2 separate regions of the Zea mays genome follow, and region 2 is linked to region 1. The links are chromatin contacts, called in public Hi-C maps. All regions are on one chromosome and are shown on one strand. The core of a region is the stretch at or near the end of the contact, and the rest is flanking DNA. Distances in the headings are between cores, read along the strand shown. Region 1 holds the start of LOC100381711 (putative WAK receptor-like protein kinase family protein). Region 2 holds the start of LOC100273865.

Region 1 (7,676 bases), core at 3,416-5,915:
CTCAGGCCGAGGATGCAGCTCTTCGACAGTTTGACACTCAGGGTACAGCAGCTGATGATGATGATGATTTTGGGGTTCCTCCTCCGCCTCCGCCTCCTATGCCTCCTCGCTCACATGATCATGAGGCTGGGAGTTCTGGTGCTGCCCCTGCTACTCCTCAGGCTATGGACCCTGCTCTTGCTTCGATTCTCCAGACTCTCACTCAGCAGCAGGCTCACCTGGCAGCCGAGCAGGCCCGTTTATCCGACAGGATGCTCTCGATGTTTCAGAGCATGCAGGACAGGCAGGATGCACTTCAGCAGCAGCTACTTCAGGATCGGGCAGAGAATAGGGCATTCATGGCTCTCATGCTTCAGCATTCTGGTATCTCAGCACCTCCAGTTCAGTCTGCTCCGCTTCCTCCGCTTCACGCTCCAGTGGTGCCATCGATTTTATCTGGACCCCCTGTTGGTACCTCTCCGCTCCGGCCGGTCACTTTGGCGTTCACCTCTCCGGTTCTCAGCTCTGTCTGTCCGCAGCCGCCAGTGCCACCAGCATCTGCTGTTACCACTACCGCTGTGGCAGTATCTGTGACCGCTTCTGCTCCGGTAGCTCCTGCAGCGCGGCCTCAGTCCGAGTCAGTACCAGCTCCAGCTTCTACCGCAGATCCTGGATCCGAGACTGACTCTGACCCTCCATCGGCGTTCGCTCTGCTACCTCGACCTCGACCGGATGCGCCCCCGCCGCCTCCTCCTGCTTCAGGCGTTTAGGTTCAGGTCCCTTTTGGTGTTTGACGCCAAAGGGGGAGAGATATGAGTTGTGAGAGCTAGGGGGAGTTAGAGAGTTAGTAGAGAGTCAGAGTCATTTTGATGTAATATATGTGCTTGCTACTCTCTGTACTAGCTTGATGTTTTTGGCTCACAAACTCGTCATATACTCTCGTTGCGTATGATTGACTGTGTGTATTATGTTTTCACCTTATATGTTATCACCAGTCTTCTAGCTTTTGTTTCGTGAATTCAACTTCACTTTTATATGAACAAGAATACTATGATGTGTATGCGCTCACTCTTATTATTATTATGGTACACATTCCTTCTGTCAAAAATTACTGAGTATAACTAACCATTCTTTCTATTGACAGAATCTTTAAAACAAACTACTCTCACAAAACTTGTAGGGTTGTCATCAATCACCAAAAAGGGGGAGATTGAAAGCATCTAGGCCCCTGGTTGGTTTTAGTGATTAATGACAACGTTATATTATATGTGACTAACGTGTGTTTTGCAGAGACAAATGGTAAGTTAGGTCGCATGACAGGTAGAAGTACTACAACGGTGAAAACAATCCCGGAAATAAGAACTCGAAGCGACGGCTAAAACGACGGAACAAAAGGTGAAGGTCTACGGAGTCCGAGTGTCAAGGAGATGTGGACACTCGCGATTTAGTTAGGTCTTTTATCCTCTTTTAGCCGTACTATAAAGAGGGGTTGTCGATGAGTAGTTTGACCAAGAGAGTTCTAGTGTAGTGTTGGTGCCAATCACACTCATATACAGTGCTAGGTGTCACTCTAGAACTCACACACAAGTTAGAGCGAAAACCGATTTGAAAATCAGCTGAAAAACAAGACTTAGTGTTTCTGGCTTAGGGGCACCGGACTGTCCGGTGTGCACCGGACTGTCCGGTGCACCCTCTGCCAGGTAGGGCCAGGCTAGTCCACGGCAGTGCCTTCCCTTCGCAGAAACCCGAGAGCGCAGTGTTCAGAGTTGAATTTTAGTGGCACACCGGACACCTCACCGGACTGTCCGGTGTGCACCGGACAGTGGACTGTTCACTGTCCGGTGCGCCATGAGTCCAACGGCTCTCTGTCAGAACTAGCCGTTGGAAGTGACCGTTGGCGCACCGGTGGCGCACCGTTGGTGCACCGGTGGCGCACCGGACTGTCCGGTGCGCCATCGCGCAGTAACTTGCCTGTAACGGCTAGTTGGTGGGTGAGGGCTATTTATACCCCCTCCACCCACCATATTCAATGTCTTGCACTCCACATTTATTCCAGCACATTGCTAGAGCATTGCAAGCACCAAAAGCCTAGTGAGGGGATTAGAGAATCATAATCCGCGCTTGTTCCTCATTAGCGCTAGTGAGAGCCACCTAGAGCACACACCACTTGCATTAGGCTTCTCTTGGTCAAGCGAAAGTCTACGGCTTGTTACTCTTGGTGATCGGCATCACCTAGACGGCTTGGTGGCGTTGGGAGCTCGGTGATCACCGTGAAGATCTTGTTGGTGACTCGACTCAAGTTTGTAAGCGGTCTCGAGGGATCCACCGCGCCGGAGTGGCAAAGGATCATCTCGTAGTGAGCACTTGGTTCTTGCGAGGACCAAGGGGGAGCGATACCCTTGCGCGGGTGCTCCAACGAGGACTAGTGGAGAGTGCCGACTCTTCGATACCTCGGGAAAAATTGGAGGAGTCTTCTAAACTTTGCTTTACATTCCGCACTTAATTCAAGCACTTTACATTGTGTATTTGTTTAGCAAGTATTTGAAGTATTATCTTAGCTTTGTTACATTTCTAGTATTATATTCTAAGTGCTAGTTGTTGGGGTGAAGTTGGGCTCTTGTTTAGCTCTTGCTTAGGTTTTAATTAGTGTTGATTTTTTAGAAAAGCCCAATTCACCCCCCCCCTCTTGGGCATCGTGATCCTTTCAACCGTGTCGTGGCGTACTAGGCCAAACTGTATTTACATGTATACCAGCCAGCTCCGTGAACCAGAACCTCATCTTCTAGAACTACACCACACCAAGCCGCTACCGTTCTTTAAGACTGGCTCACCGCTAAAGGCCCCTCTACTCTAAATATAGAGGATCAAACGGTTATGTACGCTCTCCAGCATCGTTCTCTAAACAGTCCTCTAAATTTAGAGGATGCTACTGGATTTTCTATGTATAGAGTTTCTCTAAACGGTTCTCTATCCGTTTAAATAATTTAAATAACCGGTTTAGCAAAACTAAAATATGTACAATACATTTGAGAGTATGACAAATACGTATATATAAAAAATACAAAAAATAAAAAAATATTTCTAATATAGGTATTTGTGTATAGAGAATGTTGTTGAGAGAAAGAAAATATAGAGAATAAAATCTTTTAGAGAAGACTATAAAGAACGAATATAGATGATGAATATAGAGAATATGTTGCTAGAGACAACATAAACGTTCTCGTGGTCTCTACGCATATGATTACCCTCATCAGTGGCCGACACATCAATGGAAGCATATGGGTGGTAGCTTCTGTATTTTTTTTTTTTTTTTTTTGATGTTCATTTGTGACAAGTGGGTACAGAAAGTGGCGTACTGGTACGGTCACGGGTGGCCACCGATTTGGCACTTTTGATTTTTTTTTTTTTTATGGCCAGCGTAGGATGGGCTTTTTCTCTCTATGGACAAGTGTCTCACAAAGTTTACTCGTTACAACCAGCGAGGGAGCTGATTCTACGAAACAGTTTCCACTTTACTCTTCCATTTCACCGGTTCATACTAGCAAAAAGTGTATACTTCGTAAAGTGTCTGTATTTGAGACAACCCGTCAGAATTTTTTAGATGTCCGCGGGTCTCGTCAATTTCCATGCGCAATACCGACAAAGCCAAATAAGTCGTATTTGATGTGAAAAGCTATGTATCTACTACATGCATGATGTAAAGGATCGTGATCCAAATATTTCTTCACAATTTTTTAAAATTTTAAATAATTTTTAGTTAAAAAATAAATAGATATAGTATCTGATCCTATTCTGATTCGATCCTTAAATTTTATAGGGTCAAGTTTAGATGCCATTTTCACCCTCTAAGCACACGACCTCTAGAAAACGCACACACAAAACAGAGCGTGGCGAATATAGTCGTGGGCAGGGTGAGTAGGTTTATAGAATGTGGGCATGTGGCAAAGACATCTGAATCCGTCCTGCAAGAATCAGTAACAATTTGGTTCCATAAAAAAAAGTTTTTAAAAAACACTTCAGGTCGTTGTTCGTATACTTTATTAGCTTTTGCCAACATGCTCATGTTGAACCTACAAGCCAAAAGTGCATCCACTATCTAGTGCTTTCAAGGTCTGCTGGTCAATCCAAAGCAGGGCGGATCCAGAATTTTTCTATGATCCGAACTAAATCTATCAAATTTTATTCTCTTTATTTTATCTTAACTATTTTATACCATATTAAATAAAGACTTATATATAGTTACATGAATTAAGTCCTGGACCACGGACCGGGTGGTCTAGGGTGTAGATCCGCCACTGGTCCAAAGTAAAGCAGGAGCAACTGACTGTTTATTTAGCTTTAATCTATACCAACTTCTACTAGTTGTACAGTGTTTTTTTGTCTTTATAGATTGCATCAGTCTAAATAACCGGTTTACGTGTGTACAGAGCTAGTAGCAGTCCAGCCGTCCAGGGTTTGAGTTTGACAGCGAGTGAGGGCCGCATGCCCCGTGCCGTGCAGGTGCAGCCGTGGTGTGACGATGGCCCAAAACGTCCAGTCCAAGGGTTTCAACTTTCAACCGCGCTACAGGAGGACACGAGGGGTACCTTCAGGAGCCTCATCACCATTTTCAGTCAGCCGCCTGCCCCTCAATTCACCGCCCCTGCCCCCTGTTTGTCTCGTCGCTGCTACCCACCCATGCTCCCCCCACCACCATGGCCTCGACCTCGTCCGTCTGGTCGGTGTGGATCGCCCTGTCGCTGACGCTAACGCTTGCCTCGGCATCACCAGCTGACGGGCAAGGGGGCGGAGGAGCACACTGCCCGCCCGTGCTATGCGGCGGCGTGGAGATCGCCTTCCCGTTCGGGATCGTCCAGGAGCAGGCGACGGCCACCAACTGCGGCGGGATCGGGTTCCAGGTCCGCTGCGTCAACGGCACGCCGTACCTCGGATACAGCCGGTACGACCACTGGCTCCAGATCCTCAGCGTCTCCTACACCAACGCCTCCTTGCTCGTCGCCGACACCCACAAGCTCGAGAAGCTGGGAGCCTCGGACGGCGGCGGCGACTCCGCCGTCTGCCGCATCCCCGGGAACAACAGCTCCACCAAGGTCGCCCTCCCGTTCTCCATCAGCCCTCTCAACCAGGACCTCATCCTGTACAACTGCACCAAGGCGCCGGCGCCGGCGCCGGACGAGGAGGGGCTTGTGGAGATGACGAGATGCGGCAACCGCACTTTCGCCCGCATCGGAGGGCGTTACGGCGAGCCGGACGACGACGGCGGATACTCCTTGGACGGCTGCGGTGCCACTGTCGTGCCCGTGCTTGTAAAGGACGATGGCAAGGCGAACGCGAGCGACTACGAGCAACTCATAAGTGGCGGCTTCCTCTTGACATGGCAGTGGCAGACAAGTAAGCTTCCTCTTTGTACTGAATACCTATTATTAAAAAAAATTTACCGGATGTCACCTGATACTCCAGCAGGAAATTAAACCGACCAGTATAGCCATATAGAGACATCGTCAGAGTACTGCACCTGCACTAGGCCTATACCCAAAACTAAACATTTGATCACTTATCGTTTAACTAATTGGTCAGCCTAAACAACCACTCGATAATAAACAGACAAGATAGCTACTAAAACACTCTAATCAGCCGACTGAACAGTACCAGTTTTAATGGAACGTATGAACGAACTAGACTAACAACGACCCTTATATTTAGAAAAAAATGATACATTATTCAGTTATTTATTCTGTAAATAATGTTTCACAAAACTTTGCTACTTGACTTGGAGGCTTGGAGCCGAGCAGCGTTGCCTGGCCCAGCCAGAGATTGCAGACCCAGAGGTTTGTTTAGTTGCCGTCTTGGCCGGAGTTAGACAGATTTGTCAGTTAGATACTCAGGTTTGTCATTCTTCAAACAAACAAGCACTAAGTGTTTGAGACTAAGGTCCTGTTTCAATCTTTTCAATCTCATTGGATAAACTTTAGCTTTCTGCTAAACTTTAGCCATATAAATAGCTCCTTAGAAAGTTTAGACTAGCATATTGAAATAAAAAACACAAATGCCTGCTTGACTGAGCCGAGCAGCGTTGCCTGGCCCAGCCAGAGATTGCCAGGTTTGTTTGGTTGCCGTCTTGGCCGGGGAGTGCTGGCCTGGCCAGACAGCTCGGTCTAGTTCTAGGCATTTAAAATTGAAACACCTAAGATTGCTACCTGGGTCAGACAGATTTGTCAGTCTTCAAACAAACAAGCACTAAGTGTTTGAGACTAAAGGGGTGCACTAGAACTAATAGTTAGTTAACTAAAAATTATTATTGGAATTAGCTAGCTAAAAAATAGCTACCTAACTATTAACTAACTTACCAAAAATAGCTAATAGCTGAACTATTAGCTACGGTGTTTGGATGTCTCAACTAATTTTAGCCACTAACTATTAGCTCTAGTGTATTCAAATATCCCCTAAGATTGTTTATCTGGCAGGCAAATGACTAGAAGGGCTCCAACCAAGCTAGCGCTTAAATCTGCCTAAAGCTTCCTAGTCCTAGGCATGCAATTCAACGCGTTGTACCTTTTTTTGAATAGTCATAGTATTTTTTTCTCGTGTTAAAATTCGATGCTTCGATACATACGTGTGTTATACTATTATATGACCATACATAATCATCCACCATCTCCATTTGTTCCATTTTCATGCATGGGTCAAAACAAATCCTAAAACAATGTTGTTTCGTCTATCGCCGCCTAAGCATCGCTGACCACTTTTTAAAGCTAAGGTTATAGGTGCAACTATTTTTTCCCCTCACCGATAGTCTGGTCTGGTATTTATTTATTACCTAATTTAGGGAGTATTTGATATCTATGGACTAATTTTTATTCCATCTATTTTATTCTATTTTAATTACTTTAAGTGATGGAATTCAAGTATTCCAATTTGGGTGTGGATCATTAGTTACAGTTCAGACAAATGGAGCCTTGATTGAAGCTTCCAGTCAAAGAACTCGGAATTTGACCTTCCATTTCATCGGTTCGTGCTAGCAAAAAATACACTCCAAACTTAGAAGTCCCTACATTTAACCATCATATTCTTTAGCGTGTCTGATTCTAACAATTTCCGTGCACAACACTAACAAAGAGAAAAGGGAAATTCAACTAACCCCCCGTTTGGATCACTGGAATTGAATTTCATTCTAATAATAGTAATTTAGTCATATATCAATTAAGCTAATTCGCTTTTATGCAAAATATTTTTGTATACTATTATTAGTAAGATGTCGAAGATATTTATGTGCTACATTTTTATTATAGAGAAGTGGGACGAAGAGTATCATGTAAATTATAGAGTAGAAACAAATTCTATTAATGCACAAAACCATTTCATATCCTCCACCCTATGAAATTGAGATAGGTTTATATATGAACTTTGGAAAGTTGTGGTATGCCAAATTCCAAACTAAATAAGTTACTTTATTGAGTGAATTCAAATTTCTTTAAAATAAAGGGATGCAAACGCCTCGTAAAATAAAAGGTACTCCCTCCGTTTCTTTTTATTTGTCGCTGGATAGTGCAATTTTGCACTATCCAGCGACAAATAAAAAGAAACGGAGAGAGTATCGTATTTGATGCAAAAAAAATGGACAGTCTTCTTATACCAATAAGGTGTGTATCCCAAACAACCTATAGAAAACATACACAAACAAAGTATAGTTATGGGCA
Region 2 (7,676 bases), core at 3,827-6,326, 210 kb before region 1:
CCCCGCCGAACAAGCACGGCGCGAGCAGGACGACGCAGCGCAACGGTGGCCACTACAACAGCAACGGCCACGGCGACGGCTACCCCGCGCGCACGGCGGCTGCCGGCGCCGAGGCGGGCCGCAAGGCGACCAACGACGTGAGGAGCGGCCCCGTGCACGCCGGCGCGCAGGAGAAGGCGGCGTCGTACCCGTACGCCGGAGCCGACGGGACGCTGAAGCAGCAGCAGCAGCAGCCCGCCGCCGCCGCCGAAGGCCATGGAGCGCGCGGTGCCGCGCCGCACAGCTACGGCCACTACGAACGTGCACAGCCGCCGCCTGCCCACAGAGACAGAGGGGACGCCGCGGACTCCTACTACTACCCGCCTGCCGCCGCTACTGCCGATCACGAAAGGGTTTAGTGTCGTCCGACCATCATCAATCCATGGCCCATGCTAGAGCGCGCGCAGGAGGTCTGGAGTCGGACCACAATTAGCTATCCTAACAAGCAGAGAAGTGAGTGTTTTTAGCTTCGTTGCTTTTTTTTTGGGGGGGGGCAGTCGTCGTCCTTCAGAGGCACTTGGAGGGGAGTAGGAGGATTGCAGAGTGGATCAGGGCCTCCATGTTGCTGCAAAGTCCCTTGAAGAAGGGTGGGGGACTTTATTTTGCAGAGGCTGTTTGCTTGTGTAGTTTGTCCTGGCCTAACTGGCCTTGGTTTCTCCTTTTCGTACTGCACTGTCAAGCTGTCACATAAATAATGAAAGGTTCACAGATTGTTCACGATAGTGAAGCACAAACACCACTCCAGGTTGTTCACAGAGATTGCATAGCAGGGTTGCTTTGCTTGGGCAAGCCAAGCATGGATCATGATTGCAAATTCCATCTGAACTCTGAAGTTGTACTGTATAATGAAAGTGGTTCACGTGACACGCCTTCACCGCTTCACGAGGATGCCATTGCCGCGGGTCCAAGTACTTGGTGCTCTCTCAGAAACAAATGGATGCTGATGCGCGCTCTCTTTTCCCTTTGCTATTTTTCAGTCTCTCTCTTTTACCTTGTCAACAACCACAAATTTTATCCACGGAGCCTAGACGATTTTCGCCGCGTATTTGCCAGATGCATATGCTTACGCTGGCCCGCCACGTCAGCTTGTTGAAGATGATCATCCAAAGTCATGCGGCCGTTATGCTTATGCTTCTTCATGTTTAGCCACTGGTAGATTAATCTCATCTTGCAGGTACTCATCGCTTTGCAGCACGCTTTTGCGGGGAACGTGAATTGAGCAAGCGGCTCCTGTTTAGGAATCCTTTACCTGCTGTAAATGTCAATGCCAAGCATGACTAATGAAAAAGCAATAATGCATCACGCTACTGCGGTGGCAATCTTTAGGGGGCGGTTCACGGTTGCACACCCTTCGCAAGGGCGCTCATCCCTCATCCGTGTTTGAAAAACACGATTGTTAGGAGCGGCTACAATTTGATTTTGTAGGTGTCTGGATTTTTTTTTAAAAAAAAACCTGGAATTGTTACCAAACACCCTTATAGATCCAATTCTAGATACGAGTTATTTTTTAAACAATTTTTATCGACGGGTTTAGATTGACTCACCCCTTACAAAAAGGTGTCTATAAATGCTTTTTGCAGTAGTGACATCGAACTGAAAGTCCCCTGTTATTCCACCGAAAAGGAAAATACTTTATAGACAAACAATATGCCGAAATGCAAAGCAATTTTTATGCGTGGGGGGACTGTTAAAAATCCAAAGAATGTTTTTCGACAACAAAACAAGGGTCTGCTGGTCCGTTTGGATCCCTCCTCTAAACTCTAGAGCCAAGGCTCCAAACCTCAAAAAGAAAGCTAAAACGTTCTTAAGCTTTTAGTTTAGAAGTGGGGTGCAAACAGGCGCTAGAATATCGGAGACCACAGCTGCTGGCTAGAATATCGGAGACCACAGCTGCTGCTATCACCGTGTAAAGGTACAGGATTCAGTGGTGGTGCTTTCGCTTCTACCTTAACAACTAAGATCTCGATCCGTCTTAATCTGTTCAACCCAACTCTGAATGAAAAAAAAAAGGAATCCATTTGGGCATCCAACCAGGGAGACAAAACAGATGTGTATTTTTCCCTTCGATATACGAACAGAACGAGTCTTGGAACCCATTGGACGGTGCAACATGCACCACGATGTTTAGGAGATGTGCCTGTCATTTTCTTTCTACTCTACTTTCTGCTGGTTTTTCTATTACTGGAATAAGTTCCTTATCAGTGCCTCCACTAGCAACTCTTACAACTAATTTGGCCACAGGTAGACCTAGAACATCTAGGGTTAGGCCTTACTGCCTTCTGATTTCACACAAGATGAAGCAGGCTAACACTGGGTAAGGAGAAACTATATACCTCTAATTATATAGATTGTAACACATGTCGAGTACACGCATACTAGGTTAGGTTGCACTTACTGTCCAATGTACATCGCTGCTGCTACTTCAGTAAAAGTGCAGGAGGCATGTTACACGGTTCCAGATTCCAAATCGTTTCTTGATGTCCTGTTATGCTGCTGCTCGGACATGCCAATGCGATGATCACCTGTGGACTGTTGGTTTTGTGCGTTGTTTGAATTTGCCGCTTGAAGTTCTTCCAGCATATGGAAGTATGCATACGGTCTACAACCTGAAGGCGAAAAGGAAAAGACCGTCATATCCGAAAAGGAAAATTTAAACTATCGAAACAAAATGAACAACAGAAAATGTTTAAGAAAGAGGATCAATGATAGCAGGGCGAACACTTAAAGCAGTACTATTGGAAGCAAATTTGCTTAGTGAGAAAGATCGAACAACCTTGATCATGGTATGGAGGAGGAAAGAAATGCAGGTAACATAGCACTGCCATGATAAATCCTGTACAGCATCAATTCAGATCGGTTACTGCTTACTAATGGCATCGAAGCATGTAATCCAGAAGGAAACGAAGAGGTTAGGCACACACCAATAAGACCGCCAACAAACACATCCTCCCAGTGGTGTCGATAATCATCTACTCTTGAAACCCCAACGAGTGAAGCAAGAAGAAGCGGAAGGATCACTATGCAAAGTTTGGCCACGTGACCTTGGCGATTGAAGGCCTTAATTTTGCCTGACAGGTAGAGTGACAAAAATCCAAGACCAGCAAAAGACCCTGGCAATGGAAATACTGTGAGAAATTGTTGACAGTCTAGAACCGGTATTTTATACCAGCAAAAGTCATGGGTAAAAAAACATAGCTGTAAAAACATTTAGATCCATGTCACTACTTCTACTGAACGCAGAAATTGTTGACAGTCTAGAACCGGTATTTTATACCTCAGTTATTAGCTCTACACTTGGACAACAAGCTTATCCATCTAAATGCTAGAGTCTATGAGCACTTACTAGTGCAAACTTACACGAAGTGTGGCCACTAGGAAAGCTCTTGCGCCCATCTTTTAAGAAGTTTTTATCACCATGGCAAATCACATCGCCAATCACCTGATCGTATAACTGCACCAAATATACCATAGAAGCACTGTGTTGATTTAAACTATGAAAAAGCATCTCTAGGGAAGAATTATCTACACGCAAATGTATACAAGGAAGTATACCTGCTTTCCATCAGGAAAGCATCGCCAGAAGAAGTCTGGCCTCGGTCTCCCTACTGCAGTCTTTATCACATCGGTAAAAACTGCAGTTATCAGCACAGCGAAAAGAACACCTGGAGAATTTATACACGAACGAATTATTCAGCGACATGTCAGTCAGCAACTCAGCACACTGAAGAAGTAAACTGACAGAAGATAGCAGGGGGATTACAAATAACCTAGTGCAGCGTGATGCAGATCATAAACGTCTCTCCTGGCAACATATATGGATATGAAGACGAGCCAGGGACAGAGTATAGAGATCATCTAGCAAAAGGTCGAACGCCCCACATCAGTGCTGAATAGAGTGAGTTCGAGCTTGCATCAGACAACAGAATTGGAGGCTACTGTTCAGAAACATACAGGGACAGCCCATGCTGGTACTGTGCTTGGTTTCACCGGGTACCTAATATCAGTCATCATATCCTTCCCGACAAATCGACTGAACGGGGGAGCGTAATGCACGGCAACCACCAGTGCAGCCAGAAGAATCAGAACAACCCAGTCGTGTGTGTGCTTTCTGGCCAGTCTCACTCCGTGCGTCTGAATCGTGTGGGAGCCCAACTGTGCCTCCCGCATCCTGTTTTGTTGACAACAAATGGATGAAATGAATAGAACCAATTACCAGTACCAAAATACTCAATATACTGAAGACGGCATTGCGGCCATATAAATGAGTTTCATCAGCTTAATTTCAAATTATAAACTAGCATAGTGCAGCCCAGAGCAGATTCATCTGAATGGGTTGCTAAGAGTAGTCTGCTTCGATCGTATCACCAAACCTGAGTAATGCTGGGTTTATTTCAGTTCTGTTCTTCGAGAGAACTTGTCACACGATGCAAAGAAAAACCGCAAGTCCGCAACTAAAATAGTTACTGTAAGAAGTAAAACACATGAGGCGCCGTTTGACGAAAACCCGCACCAATCCCCACCGCGGCAAGCACCAAACCCTCGCAAGAACAGAAATCACAGGCGACCATGATCGGAGACAAAAGAACTACACTTCAACTGGCACTGCCTACTGCACAGAGGAAGTAAAGCCGCAAACCAACAATACTTTCTGGAATAAAAATGAAATGAAAAAGAGAGAGAGGAGAAACAGTTCACCTGATGATAGAGGTGATTCTGGATAGTGGATACCCTTGTAGAGGAGAGAAAGAGGAAGTGGAGAGGAGACGATACGAGAGCAGAGGATGAGGGTGGGGGCGGCAAAGATTGCGGACTCTTTACTGCTTTCGCGGCGATCGGGGAAGACCAGACAGTGGAAACGCGAGAAAGAGAAACCTCGGAAACCCTAAAAGAATTCTAGGTTTTTCAGTTCAGTTCAAAATCGAGGCTCGCGGTCGCGGTTGCGGCGGTCGGCGGGCGATGAGATCCTCTGCAGTCAGCTGCCGTCACTGACGTGTTGGTCCTCCCGGCGGCGGAGGTTGTGTGGAGACTTGAGCTCCGTGCCAGCGTTGCCGCTCGACGCGTTGCAACGGGTATCTTCTGTGCTCGACGCTTGGCAGTGGCAGCCGCCACGAAGAATCAATCGGGCCATGCGACACGTTTGGAACAAGCCCAAAAAGCTAAAGAACCGAAGAGCGAAGAACAATCTAGCCCACTTAAGCCGACCAACGACCTCCTGTTTATCACTCTTCTTTGGTATCTTTTCTTTTTTATTTTTAATAAAAAGACTTAAAAGAGTATCTCACAGCTGGTATATTAAAATAATAAAAATCAGTAGACACAAAATTGATAACAAAACAGAAAGCGGTCTTAAAGTGGAAGTTCATTGAAGACCAAATCATCGTCTTCTTTGGACGATCGTTCATTGCTTGTCGAAGTTTGAAGATCACAATAAAAAGACAACAAAGAAAATTACAATTGTAAACACTCTCGCTAAACAAAACTTTAAAGACCATAAAAAACACTAGTCGGTGATAAGATCTGGTATCAAGCGTCTAAGCTACAATACTAAATTATTGTCACTAATGTGTGTATTGTATGGAATATATAAGTTAAGTTATGATAATGGTGATTGATTGGACATAAAAAATATCGTGCCTCTATTAATGGTATTTTTTAGTCTTGAAAGGATGAGCGAGAAGCTTAAGAATAGGCTAGTTATAAACTTAGGCTAGTTATAAACGTCAACGAAGTTGATAGACACAGATTAGGGATAGGCTTTTTTCTTTGACTGTACTATGAAGGGGCACCCATAGGTAGCTTGTCATATGTAAGTATAGTGATAAGTGATGATACACACTTATCAAATATAGCACTAGATAACTCTATAGAAACCCAAAATAAGTTTAAGTTCGAACCATATTTTAAAGTGTGTTTGAAACAAACGAGTTGGTGGTGGTGCAGCTCCAAGAACGTGTCCTGTTGCATAAAGTGCTAGTACCGACATGTTCGGTACGCATTGAATATGGCGCACCAGACACAACACATCGAGAAGTCTACAAACTAGTGTGAGAGCCGATATAAGTTTCGGACAGGGTACTCACAGAGCTTTGCAGATATTCACCTCAATGTTTTTTACATGCTTGATGTGTTCGATGAGCATCAATCAACAAGCATCGGATATAGAGATGGCAATGGGTACCCATGACCCGATACCCGATGGGTATTTACTCCATTAGGATATGTATGTGGGCTGAATATTCTACTCGTGGGTCTATTATTGGGAAAAAAATCTTCACCCAATGGGTAAACGGGTATTAGAACGTTCCGGCTTCACCCATACCCATTAACCCATGGGTATAAAATACCCAATATAAACTTTTAGCCCACGCTTGAATTTGGACTTTAGTCATCCATCTTTTTTACTATTTAACAACCTTTTAGGCCATAATGTCATAGAAGGGTTAACGACAATTTAATGACCATGTAATGAAACATGTAATGTGCTATGTAGTACCTATCCTAGTGTTACTACTTTATCCAATTATATTTGGTGTGTTAAATGGATGGTTAAATGTTGCTAGAAATTTTGTAATGGTAATTAGATGCATATACTTGACATTTGTATAATATAAAAATTTGATAGATGCTTAATTTTTGTGGGTATGGGTATGGGGGTAAATCCATACCCACCAGTGTATATGGGTGACCCGATGGAGTTATTTTTGTGCCGTGGGTATGGGTATAGTGTAGTAATACCCGGTGGGTATTTACCCATTGCCATCTCTAATCGGATATCAGTGTAATAATAGCTAGTTTTTTTTAAAAAAAACTAGCCATTGGGTCATGCATCGGACGCGTACGATGCACAGGATTGGTAAGTACTGCACATGCCCGAGGACCCCATAAAAAGCTAAGTGGAGGTGCAACATCTAGCTCCATGACATAGAGTACGTTATACATACCCCTTCATCTCGCCCATTTAGATGTATCTTGCCCACTTGTTTAGCTAAAGAGACCTATTAAACAGAAAGGAAGAGCCTTTACCTAGTAAAGTGTTTGAGATTAAAGAAAACCCACTTGAATTTCCATGCTAGTATATGCTTCGAATAAAAAGGTGTAAAACTTTTGCGATACGGATAGATAACAATTTAGGCATAAGGGATAAAAATGATTTATTCTACGGAATTTATTTGTTGCTATAAATTTTAGACTAAATGTTGTCGAGGGAGTGAGGGAGTGAGCAGAGAGAGACCTTATTCTAAAGCACCATCGTCATCGCCACCTGGTTGATGACATCATAGTTCAAATCTTAGATGAATGAAATAACAAGAATAGTCTAAAATTACGAAGTAAAAAAAAATGGATCTCGTTTCTCTATTCGCCGCCGGCGAGATCACCCGTTATAGGAACCAAGGAGCACATTGGAAAGCTCGTGGGAGAGTAATTTAGGGCTCGTTCGGTTGTACCGGAATAAACCAGGATTTATTGCAGCTCATCAAAATTTATATAAATTAGAGAAGTAATCCGAATAGGAATCAATCCGGGGCTCCAATCTCTAACAACCGAATAGGACCTTAGTGAACCAAACACTTTAATTTGTATTTACCCAGCCAGGCAAGGGCAGCACACAACTACACAAGCGAGGGATCCAAACCAAA

Evidence for each region. Hi-C and Micro-C count contacts between places; a contact is called where the count stands out from the background.
Region 2: a Hi-C map of ear shows a contact between it and region 1, with 2.4 times the contacts expected there. The contact joins the promoter of LOC100273865 here to the promoter of LOC100381711 in region 1. A contact is called at or near these places in 5 of 25 Hi-C or Micro-C datasets (bundle sheath, ear, endosperm and 2 more).

The regions. Positions count from the first base shown.
Region 1 is chr8:13,606,686-13,614,361 of Zm-B73-REFERENCE-NAM-5.0, reverse strand. It overlaps LOC100381711 (putative WAK receptor-like protein kinase family protein), which reads left to right and starts at 4,665. Exons shown (of 4, transcript NM_001174519.1): 1 at 4,665-5,370. The coding sequence starts at 4,674.
Region 2 is chr8:13,821,446-13,829,121 of Zm-B73-REFERENCE-NAM-5.0, reverse strand. It overlaps LOC100273865, which reads right to left and starts at 5,076. Exons shown (of 8, transcript NM_001360476.1): 1 at 4,735-5,076; 2 at 3,991-4,207; 3 at 3,807-3,894; 4 at 3,592-3,701; 5 at 3,397-3,490; 6 at 2,961-3,149; 7 at 2,813-2,872; 8 at 2,187-2,645. The coding sequence starts at 4,206. The coding sequence ends at 2,485.